Regions from separate parts of the Zea mays genome. Here all the other regions are linked to region 3. A link is a contact called in public Hi-C data. All regions are on one chromosome and are shown on one strand. Each heading gives the region's core, a stretch centred on a gene start, on an enhancer-like site or on the middle of the called end of the contact. The rest is flanking DNA. Distances are from core to core; before and after follow the strand shown. Region 1 holds the start of LOC100192483 (putative metal-nicotianamine transporter YSL6). Region 2 holds the start of LOC100193150. Region 3 holds the start of LOC100501122 (DNAJ heat shock N-terminal domain-containing protein). Region 4 holds the start of LOC100285383.

Evidence for each region. A called contact is a pair of places that touch in the nucleus more often than the background predicts.
Region 1: a contact with region 3 is called in a Hi-C map of ear, with 2.3 times the contacts expected there. The contact joins the promoter of LOC100192483 here to the promoter of LOC100501122 in region 3. A contact is called at or near these places in 2 of 25 Hi-C or Micro-C datasets (ear and tassel).
Region 2: a contact with region 3 is called in a Hi-C map of ear, with 2.5 times the contacts expected there. The contact joins the promoter of LOC100193150 here to the promoter of LOC100501122 in region 3. A contact is called at or near these places in 4 of 25 Hi-C or Micro-C datasets (ear, leaf, leaf mesophyll and 1 more).
Region 4: a contact with region 3 is called in a Hi-C map of ear, with 2.1 times the contacts expected there. The contact joins the promoter of LOC100285383 here to the promoter of LOC100501122 in region 3. A contact is called at or near these places in 2 of 25 Hi-C or Micro-C datasets (ear and tassel).

The regions. Positions count from the first base shown.
Region 1 is chr2:71,029,086-71,031,785 of Zm-B73-REFERENCE-NAM-5.0, reverse strand. LOC100192483 (putative metal-nicotianamine transporter YSL6) reads left to right here and starts at 1,425. Exons shown (of 8, transcript NM_001137703.1): 1 at 1,425-1,491; 2 at 1,570-1,939; 3 at 2,664-2,700. The coding sequence starts at 1,600.
Region 2 is chr2:72,646,969-72,649,668 of Zm-B73-REFERENCE-NAM-5.0, reverse strand. It overlaps LOC100193150, which reads left to right and starts at 1,440. Exons shown (of 13, transcript NM_001358650.1): 1 at 1,440-1,558; 2 at 1,692-1,797; 3 at 2,485-2,610; 4 at 2,699-2,700. The coding sequence starts at 1,788.
Region 3 is chr2:72,012,810-72,015,509 of Zm-B73-REFERENCE-NAM-5.0, reverse strand. LOC100501122 (DNAJ heat shock N-terminal domain-containing protein) reads left to right here and starts at 1,450. Exons shown (of 2, transcript NM_001195932.1): 1 at 1,450-1,505; 2 at 2,588-2,700.
Region 4 is chr2:71,454,087-71,456,786 of Zm-B73-REFERENCE-NAM-5.0, reverse strand. LOC100285383 reads left to right here and starts at 1,314. Exons shown (of 5, transcript NM_001372212.1): 1 at 1,314-1,510; 2 at 1,602-1,863; 3 at 2,466-2,677. The coding sequence starts at 1,502.

The DNA of each region.
Region 1 (2,700 bases), core at 176-2,675, 980 kb after region 3:
TAATACACCCTAATTGAACAAGCCTTAATGGAGAAATTCCGACGGAAATAGAGATCGGGTCTCCATTGCCATCTAGAGATGATATTTATAATAAGTTTATGTCTTCTCGATTAGACTACCTCCAACAGACTTCTCATCCCACTATTTATTATATTCCCTATTTAAATCTCTACTCTACAAACACAGTAAAATATACTTAATGGAGAAATTCCGGCGAAAACAGAGATCGAGTCTCCATTGCCATCTCTAGTTAGAGATGATATTTATAATAAGTTTAGGTCTTCAAGGATAGACTATCTCTAACAGACTTCCTATCCTGCTCTTTATTAAATTCACTATTTAAATCTCTACTCTACTAACCGTGAAATATATAATACAAAATAGGGTGCTATTTGGTTCACAAAATATAACATAAATGATAATGATTCACACTCGAGTACATGCGGTAATAAGTTTAAATATGCTGGTATATATTTCTAGTGTGATATCGATTACGGCAGTGGCGTAGCTACAGGGTGGTCCAGGTGGGCCATGGCATACTCTATGGGCCGGCCCATCGGACCACCAATCCATAGTAGCTAGAAAAAAAAACAGGTGCAATGTTACATTGGAAGTTAGAACAACACAAAAACAAAAGGATCATGTCGTTTGGGCTCTGGGCTCTCGCCGCCTGATTTCTCTAGTGGCTGATGCCCTGAAAGCCTGATGACTGACAGGGCCACGTGATGCGCCACCGCCAGCACCGCACGAATCCAATTGCAAGTTTATTTTTTATGTATTTTTATTTGATGTTTAGATTATTTTATATTATATTTATATTCTAATATATGTACTTATAGACTTAAACATTAAATCTATAGTTTTATATGGTATTCTTGTCTTTATATTTTAATTAAATTGTATTCCAAACTATTATAAATTATGCTAAATTATTTATGAAAAATTTCTAATGGCATACCTTATGAAAAAATCCTAGCTACGCCACTGGATTACGGCTGAATTTAAACAAATATAATTTAATGTTATTGGTTGGATTTAAATAAATATGATTTAACGTTGTCGATTACCATCATTATGTTACCAACACGTGAGCCTAACGCCGCGTTGGAGATAGAGTTTGGCGTTAGAGTATGTGATGCCGATGACGCGCGTGTCCCTTTACCACTCTGGCGTACGGTGTACCCGTGGGTCTCTATCCGGCTATATCCAGGTCCACGTCGCCAGCCGGACCTGGCAAAGTATCGAGCCGTCGTGATATTTACGATGACATGTGGGTCCATTTTGTCCTTTGCGGCACCGATGAAGACCCACATATTCTCGGCCCCGCACGTCATTGTCAAGAGCCGTCCGAGTGGTACTCAGTGCTGGTGGTATCCGAAGGGGATTTATTAATGCACTCGCAGTTGGCACGCAACCTACCCCGTCGAACTCCTCATCGCCTCATCGTCATCTACCTCGCTCGCACCACACGCGAAACCGAACAAACTACTCGTACAAACTACAAAGAGAAGAGACAAGTGTATTTATTTTATTAATCATTAGTACTATTGATTAGTATTATTGAAACAGAGGCATTGCCGATACTCACGCCGGCGACCGATGGGATCGGAGGGTGAGATCACCGGCCCGCTCCTCGCGTCGGGCGCCGGCGCGCCGGCGCCGGAGGCGGTGCCCCCGTGGCGGGAGCAGGTGACGGCTCGGGGGCTGGCGGTCAGCGCCGTCCTGGGGGTGCTCTTCTGCCTCATTACGCACAAGCTCAACCTCACCGTCGGGATCATCCCCTCGCTCAACGTCGCCGCGGGGCTGCTCGGCTACTTCCTGGTCCGCACCTGGACGGCGGCGCTCGAGAGGTTCGGCGTCGTCTCCAAGCCCTTCACCAAGCAGGAGAACACCGTCATTCAGACATGCGTCGTCGCCTGCTACGGCCTCGCCTTCAGCGGTATGTTATGATTATTGGTTATTGCGCGGCGGATGGAGGAGCTTGCTTGTCGCCTAGATAGTAGGTACTCCTGGGCTGAGATCTCCTCCAAATTTTGGTTGAGCCGTACAGATCTCCATGCTGCCCAGAGTTACGAAGTTTGATGTTCAGTATTGGTAGAGTAGTGCTACTTTACTCGTTATTTGGATCGGAGTACAGTTTAGGGCTGTTATTTTTCATCGGGCGTTTAATTGCTGCTAATAATTTACGGCTGGAGTCTGGCTAATAGTTTACGGCTGAAGTCTAGCTTAATTGGATTTCATGTAGGCCTTTGACCCATGATGTTCTTTTGGTCTTCTTGAGTTCAGTTCAGTTTATACCGGTGGAGATTCAGTTGTTCAAACGTTTGTTTCAGATGGTATATAAGAAATGTTGTTAGTTAGTAGCGGTTTCAGGATTTCATTTGTCATTCAATGAGCAATAAAATTCGACAAGGATTTAGTTTTGTTTCACAATTGTTGTTTCGAACTAGTTTTTTTAAGGTGATGCTGTGATTACCTTATATATGGTTGATATTATACTCTTGTTGGGGAAATTTTGCTGCATTAATATCACATTGCTGTTTCATGCAGAGCGTTGGTCACAACAAATACTCTCCTCCTTTTGCTTGGTCACAATAAACACTTTCCTCCTTTTGCTTCGAAAAGTATATTTTTATTATTAGTGACTAATCTTGTGGTTGCAGGGGGGTTTGGAAGCTATATGCTTGCAATGGACCAGAG
Region 2 (2,700 bases), core at 191-2,690, 630 kb before region 3:
AAAAAAATTTAAAACTCTACCTACCATGCCCATTAATAAAACCAACGGCTTTGAGAGCCCTGGGGTGCACTGTAGACATCACCAGGTAGATTCCCCAATCATCCCCGACACCTTGGACCGTGTCCCATCAATTTGGTACCACTTGCTCCTCCGTGTAATGCTCGAGCACGCGGCTTTGAGAGCGAGGCCATCTTCTCTCTTCAGCTGTCTGTCATCCTAAAAGCCAAGTTTGTAGTTCAGCAAAATCATTTGTTAGCGTGTGGTATTGAGAAATGTACTCGCGCTCATTCGTCAGGTTTGCACTGTAAACGTAGTTAACTTTGCCCTATTTCTGCCGAGTAGAGTTTGAGGCCTTCTCACACATAAATAATACTCCGTCTGTTTCAAAATAAAATTCGTTTTAGATATTTATTGAATTCACACAATACTTAATGTATGTGTTATATATATATATATTTATCTATTTAAATATAAATATAAAAATAAAAAACTAAATCGACTATTATTTTAGAACATATGGAGCACTCCATCCGTCCCAAAATAAAATTTGTTTTTAAAAAATTGATAGATTAATACAATACTTGATGTATGTGTTTTGTATATGTGTCTATCTTTATTATCATCAATTTGAATACAGACATAAAAACTAAGAGCTAAAACGACTATTATTTGGGAAAGAATGGAGTAAATGAATGCCTCTAATATGGTGATGAGAAGTCTTGCTTATGCTATAGCCAGCATATCATATTTTGTAGATATGGCCACGGTAGACACTATTTTGTACTATATATATTATACTCTACAAGTGTAATTTAAAATATAAGTTGAGATAAGTAAGGCTGGCTGTGGCTTTAGGATAGCTAGTGTATACATTGGATCTCAGGAAGGTGCTCAAGCATTCATCTACAACTACACTCGGTGTCGGTGTCACTGACTTCTAGACGGCAATTTTTACCTAACCCTCTGCGAAAAGAACAAGCACTTGCTTTCGCATTCAGATGGGGAGGAGTGACCAGTGATACTATGAATAATGGTTTCACTCGTCATCTCGACTCCCAGGTCAAGTCAAGCTATAAACAAAAACCAAAATGAGAAGGTAGAGCAGTTTAATAAGTCAGGATTGCACAAGTTGCTCGTTGCAGTATGAAAATCCCATGTGCACCTACACACTAATATCTTACTACAGTTGTTTATCCTCGCCAACAAACCCGTTCAGCTGCGCTTTTCGCTAATGAAATTCTGTGGATGGACGTGGACTAATAAACTCTAAGGGCTTGTTTGGGATCAAGGGTAATGGAGTGGATTGAGGGGGCTAGAATCCCCTACTACTTAATTTTAAATAGTGAGGGATTATAGCTCCCTCAATCCCCTCTATTACCCTTTGTTCCAAACAAGCCCTAAATCAGGGTACACAAGGGCCAGTCACTGTCTTGAATTGCAGAAGCAGCAGACTCAGGCACCAATATCTTCTCTCTCCCTCTCACCAATATGTTCTAAATCAGCAGAAGCAGCTGATCGATTTACTCACCAATATGTTCTCTCCCCCTCTCACCCTAGGGTATGCCCTGTCTGCCCTGCTGTATCCTCATCTGCGCTGCGGGAGCCAGTAAAGGGCACAGGAGGAGTTCTTGTGGCGTACTGCAGCTTCTCCTCGTCCTCCCTAACTCTTGTTTGTTAGCGGCTAATTTCAGAGCTTTTGTTGGCAACTGGGGGAACCATAGTGCGGGGGTTCCTCGCCCCCCTCTTTCCATGGGAGCTTAGAAGCTGTTGGATCTCTGCAAGTGACCATGAGCCAGAGTGAGTGTTTTTCTTGTGATTTCTCGTCGTTTATTTGGTGATTCTTGATTGCCGCGGCCAAGACATCATCTTTATTGTACTTCCTGGGGGTGGACCTAGGTAGGGCGATGAGAGCAGCGGTTCTTGTTTCTTGGCGGGGGCTCTTGATTGCTTCTGATGCTGCTAAGTGGATCCCACTACCCGATATAGGGAGAATAGAGAAAAGAAAACATCGGATTCTTTTGAGCGCTTGTGTTTCTTCAGTGATTGATGGAATAGGCAGGGCGTTTGTTAGATTCTTTTTGAGCTCATGCTCCACTCTGGCTCGAATTCGTCGTTGAGCTTTTGGTACAGCTGTAGCGGAATAACGGATGGGATGTTCGTACAAGCTCTTGGAAGCATAAATATGCCCTTTCCTACCGTATAAAGGTGCAAATCTTGGCAAGGTTCATGGCTTATGTTGGGGTTTCGACACTGCTGAGATCAGTACATTCCCTAGACGAGCTTGAAAACATCGGAATTTTTCTTTTTATAACTTTATACAATATACCTTTATATTGAGATGGGAATGATTTCTTTAACTAATCATATCCCATGATGAGGTTCATGTTAATGTTGAGAATTTATTGTGGTCCTATGGGGTTTAATAGAAAATTAAATACTGCCGCGCCTTATCGGCTTATCCTTTGGTACTCTGTCTGGCTGTAGGTTTTGACATCAACGTACTTCGTGAAGAAGCAAGGAGTAGGTGGTTAAAGCCTTCTGAAGTGTACTATATCTTGCAGAATCACGAGAGGTTCCCTATCACCCATGAGGCACCAAAGAAGCCACCCAGTAAAGCACATATATCCCTTAATTAGAGGAAATTATCTTACTTGTATAATTGTTCTTTTCTTTGACAACATATTTGATTGTTCTACAGGT
Region 3 (2,700 bases), core at 201-2,700:
ACAAGACCATCCTGCATTCTTGCTGCTGCATGTCCATAACAGCACCAGCGCATCATTATGTCCTCACCAGCTGTTCCATTATAAACTCTGAAGTGTGATCTTGATTAACGTTCTATTACAAACTCTAAGCCAGTAAGCCTCTAAGGACCCTTATGTTCGTCCATATCATCTGCTGTCTTCTGGAACTGGGTGCTGCTTCAGCTGAAGGTTGCAGTTTTATTGGAAGCTGTGGCAAATGCTCATGTTCTGTACTTTACAAGCTCAATATAATCCGTATTTATCACGTATGAACCAGTTGCAGGATTACTCTGTCTGTGAATTGTTGTTACACTGACAGAAGAAACGTCAACAATGTTAGTACTTGCTCTAGATATTTTTGTGTTAGTGCTGTTTATTTTACTACTGTGTTCCTTTTTCAGATACCCGTACAGAGAAAAGAAGTGCTGGTGAGTGATGATGTCGAGAGGGAATGCTTAAAGACTAGTAACAATGGGAGTGGGTCCCACACTTGGGAAAAAGGACATCTGAGGGCTAGTTTGAGAACTTATTTTTTCAAGAGATTTTTATTTTCTTAAGAGAAATTAGTTTATTTTTCATTTGAAAAATATAAATTACTTGGTAAAATGGATTTTCCAAACTATCCATCCGTGTCTCACACAAGAGATATCTTCTCCAGTGGAGGAAAAAGAATAGAGCTAAGAGAGGAACCTTTTTTGGCTGGTGGTTGTGATATATTAACCATAAGTATATAGCATGTGAAAGTCCTGATATATCCCTGGCATTTTGTTGTTCCAGCAACAGCACCAGGTTACCCCGCGCTGCTGTGATTTTACACAAATAGCCCTTAATAAAGTGTCACGTACGCATACGACTAGTATATCGCGTAGCTGTACGCAAGCAAATTACTTCATGAGTGCCTTTTGCATGTCTGAGTAATGTGGGGCCCGCCAGGAGGACATTAGAGCCATTTCCCATATCGAGCGCCCTTGTGCTGGGCTCAAATCTCCAGCTAAAACAGTAATCGGTCTCTTGATCCCAAATAAATTCGGCAACCATCTTCTTTGCTTTTATATGCACGTATTTTTTTTGTGAAATAAAGAGGAAAAAGCTTGGAAATCCCGAGAAAGCCCCTGGCTTAGGGCTGAACCCGTTATTTGGGCTGCAATGTTACCGGAATTAATTTGGGGCGCCGAATAGGGGCAAAGTTCGAAACTTTTGGAGCAAACAACAACAAAAAAAAACAGAGATGGAATAATTTATTTCCCTTTTTACAGGACACACATGACCTGACCTACTCTTTTTCTACTACTACTGTGCTGCAGCAAGCTACATGACCCTTCTCAGCACATTGCCGTCGTGTATTGCAAAATTTCGGAGGCTTTGACTAAAAAAGCTTCGTTTTTTCGAGCTTGCTCCTGCCCCGAAATAAAATTCGGGGCCCCAAAAATTCGCAATTCTGGGGGCTGGCCCCCCGAATTAGCGCGCCTCCCGGAGATCCGGCGCCGGTGAGTCCCCAGTCGATCCCTCTCTCTGTCAGCTTCTGGTTGAGGTGCGTCTCGCCGCCGGCCGCGGCCTGGCGCGGCGGCAGATCTGGCGGGCGCCTAGGGTTAGGCCCGTCTCGCCGGGAGTCCCCGATCCATCAGTAGGGGGCGGCCGCCGCGTCTTCTTCCCCCGCAGCCGAGATCGCCCCTCCGCCCGCCGCCTGAACCCTTCTCCTCCCTCCGCTCGCTGCGCCGCAGCCCGGAGAGGAAACCGCGCTCTGTCGACCACCGCCTGGGGCCCAGCGTCCTCGCGACCTGCTCCGGCGTGGCGTCCGCTCTCTGCAGCCCCAGCGTCCCCGCGACCGGCCCCGCGCGGCCGCCACACAGCTCCGCTGCTAGGTCTCCGTCCCCACATGACTCAGATCCAAACACCATGGTCTCCGTTCCCCATGAGCCCATGAACCAAACACATAGTCAGTTCCTTCTCTTCTTAAGGCTGTGGATCACGCGGATCGAGGCGTTTCTTCGATTCTAGCTGGGGTTTGGGGGAGGTGTTCGTGAACTGGATTCAAGGTGCCTCCTACTCCTAGGGGCCTGGTTTGTTTGTTTCGCTTGGTTTTTTTTACATGCTATTGTCGGTGAGGTTCGATATTTGTGGGCGTGTGTAGAAAGTTTGGATCTTTTGTTCCACTTGTTGCTATGAAAGACACCATTTTTTGTCGTGGGAATTGTTGGAGGAGTTGCTTGATCTGCTTAGTTTAGCAGCTGTAGATCAAGGATGGAATCGGAGTAAGGATGCTCGGGAGCCCGAATTTAGCGAAGTGAATCTCAGTGTTGCATAGTGGTTTGATGGAAGTACATGCTCTTTCCGAGCTGAAATGTCAGTTCTCCATGAAATAGAGCTATCGATAAGTATGGTTTAACTGTAGCCCTCACTTCTAATTTCCTTTGGATCTGAAATGAATTGGTTGAAATGTGGTAGTTTACTTTTCTGGGACCTCTTAAGTGCTTATTTACATGCGTTTTTGTAATATATACTGTTACGTCATGAGTTCTTCCGTTTTGATGTTTGTTGAGATTTCTAATCTGGATGTACTTAACTGCAGGCCCAGGCAGTGAAGATTTCTAATCTGGATGTACTTAACTGCAGGCTAAGGCAATGAAGATTTCTAATCTGGATGCACACTTAATCTTGTCCAGTTCTTGATCTTGGGCTTTG
Region 4 (2,700 bases), core at 65-2,564, 560 kb after region 3:
GTCAAACAACAAAGCTGAAAAACTTTTAGCCCCGCCCTTTGGGTCTACTGCAAGTAAGCCATATTATAGGACAAAACTATATATAACGCTGGATCCGTATGCTGCTAGTTTGGAACAGTAGAAATCGATACGAATTAAAGTAGAAATCGATACGAATTAAACTCAAGCGAATATCTTGAAACTAAGCTATCTGTATTGTATCGATCTCCTTATTTTGGCTGCACGAGCACGATGCACACGCATGCATGCATGGCGGACAGCTGGGTAGGGATATGTGTGCTGAGTCATGCATGCGTGTAGTCCTAGCGGAGCACTAGAAAAGTCTAGAACAGATACAGAAACTGAAGCTTTTGTTAATAAATAAATACATTGATAATACAGTGTGTGGCAAGAAAGCTAATGACTTGATGATGCACCAAGCCTCTCAGAGAAAAAAAAAGGAAACACAGAAAGGCACTTTTGAGTACGGGCCGGGGCGAGCGAACTAGTAGATGCGTCAGCAAAGCTCCTCGGCCTCGCCCTGGGCGAAGATGAGATGAGATACATTGCAAAGGCACTTTGAGAAACGCACGTATATACTTACATGCCAAGAAACCCTCTCTCTTTCCCTCTCTTTTTGTTTATTTGTAGATTTGTGTCACCCAACGGATGCTTTGCTTGCGGCCCGTGCATGGCATGGCACTATGGCAGTGTGCAAGTTGAAGTAAAAAAAATATATATATGGTCACCAACGTACATCGTACAAACATGTAGTACCAACAAATTTAATTTATTATTATTACTAGTATAATTATAGTTGTAGTAAATCTGGAGTACTGGGTAAAAACACACAGTAAGTAATAATTTATTATTATTACATCGTCCAAAAAAGAATCTTTTCTTCCCTCTCGTTCTCCAAGCAGCAATAAAAAGGAACTTACCCACGCGCGCGCGGCGCGCTGCAGTATGTTTATTCACAGTTAGGGCTTTTCGGTTATTCCCAATACACATGGATTGGATGGGATTGGAAAAAATTGTGAAGAAGTTTGACTTGTTTGGGATTCAAACCCATCCAATCCCGCTCAATCCACATGGATTGAGAGCTAACCGAACAAGCTCTTAGTGATTTCTTACAGCCAGGTAGGTGTTCGTCTCGTCGGTGCCTGCTAGTAATTTCCAAGAGAGAGAGAGAGATGGAGTGAGAGGGAGGCAAGGGAGGAGAGACGCCGGAATCATTTCCATGCGGATCTCGCAGGCCGGCCTCGGTTAGCGGCGCCCACCCATTCCCCTCCCCGCTCGCTACATATAGGTGACCCATCCCATTATACATACCCACCGGCCGGCGTCACAGACACGCGAGCAGAGCACAGACACAGAGCACACAGCACAGAGGCAGCCACCACCACAGGCACTCACCCGCACCGCTCGGTCACCGAGGAGTGGAGGAGCTTTGCAGTCGCAGCAGCAGCAGTACAGTGTGTGAGTGTGAAGGGACTAGAGCAGGGCACACAGCGCAGGCCGCATGGGCGAGGTGAGTTTGGCCGTCGGGAACGGACGCCGCTTCGACGGTGCTCAGGTCGGTCATCCTGACGGACGGTGACGGTGGTGGCCTTGCATTGCAGGCGGAGGTGGAGAAGCCCAAGGAGGCGGCAGAGGAGGAGAAGAAGAAGGAAGACAAGCCCATGGACGCCACGGCGGCGGCGGAGGACAAGCCCAAGGACGCCGCGGCGGCGGAGGACAAGCCCAAGGACGGGGAGGAGAAGAAGGACGACGCGCCCCCTCCCCCCCCGCCGCCGCCGCCGCCCGAGGAGGTCGAGATGCGGGTCTACATGCACTGCGAGGGATGCGCCCGCAAGGTCAAGAAGATCCTCAAGCGCTTCGACGGTAATAAATGCTCTGCCCTCTGCCTGTCCTCAAACTCCGCTGCTACTGCTAGCCTCCTCCTCCTTTGCTTTCTCAGTTTCTTCTCATTGCGGTAACACGTAGTATCTGTACGCTGATCGGTTCTCTCTCTCTCTTTAAAAAAAGAGAAAGAGAAAGAAAGGAAAAAGAATTCCAGATTTAGTATACTTGCTTCGGGGGTTATTCTTGCTGCGGTTCATGGATGGGTTTGAAGGCAGGGGGTGGGGGATTCATGCAATGGTAGCAATTGCACACGAACCCATCCAGGCTCCCTGACTAGAGAGAGATCCCTCCGCCGAGATGGCTCGACAAAAGGGCAGGGCAGGGGCAGGGCGCAGGGGCAGGGGCAGGGGCAGGCTGGTAGTATGACGGCCTGCTCGACCAAGCGTACGTCATTCTCTCAGAGGTCAGAGCCCCCAGAAAAAAAAGTGAAGCCGATTCATTCCTCAGCCAGTCAGCCATGCGTGTGTAGGAGACTAGGAGTATGCTTTGCTGCAGATGATTCTCGAACAATGTTCTAAGCTAGCTACGCAACGGCGGCTTGCCCATGCGTGTGCTGAACTGAAGCGGGAAATTGCACGCAGGAGTGGAGGACGTGGTCGCCGACTCCAAGTCGCACAAGGTGGTGGTGAAGGGGAAGAAGGCGGCCGCCGACCCCATGAGGGTGGTGGAGCGCGTGCAGAAGAAGACCGGCCGCAAGGTGGAGTTGCTGTCGCCGATCCCGCCGCCAACGCCGCCGGAGGAGAAGAAGGCAGAGGAGGAGCCCGAGCCGCCAAAGCCGGAGGAGAAGAAGGAGGTGAACCCAGACCGTACCACTAC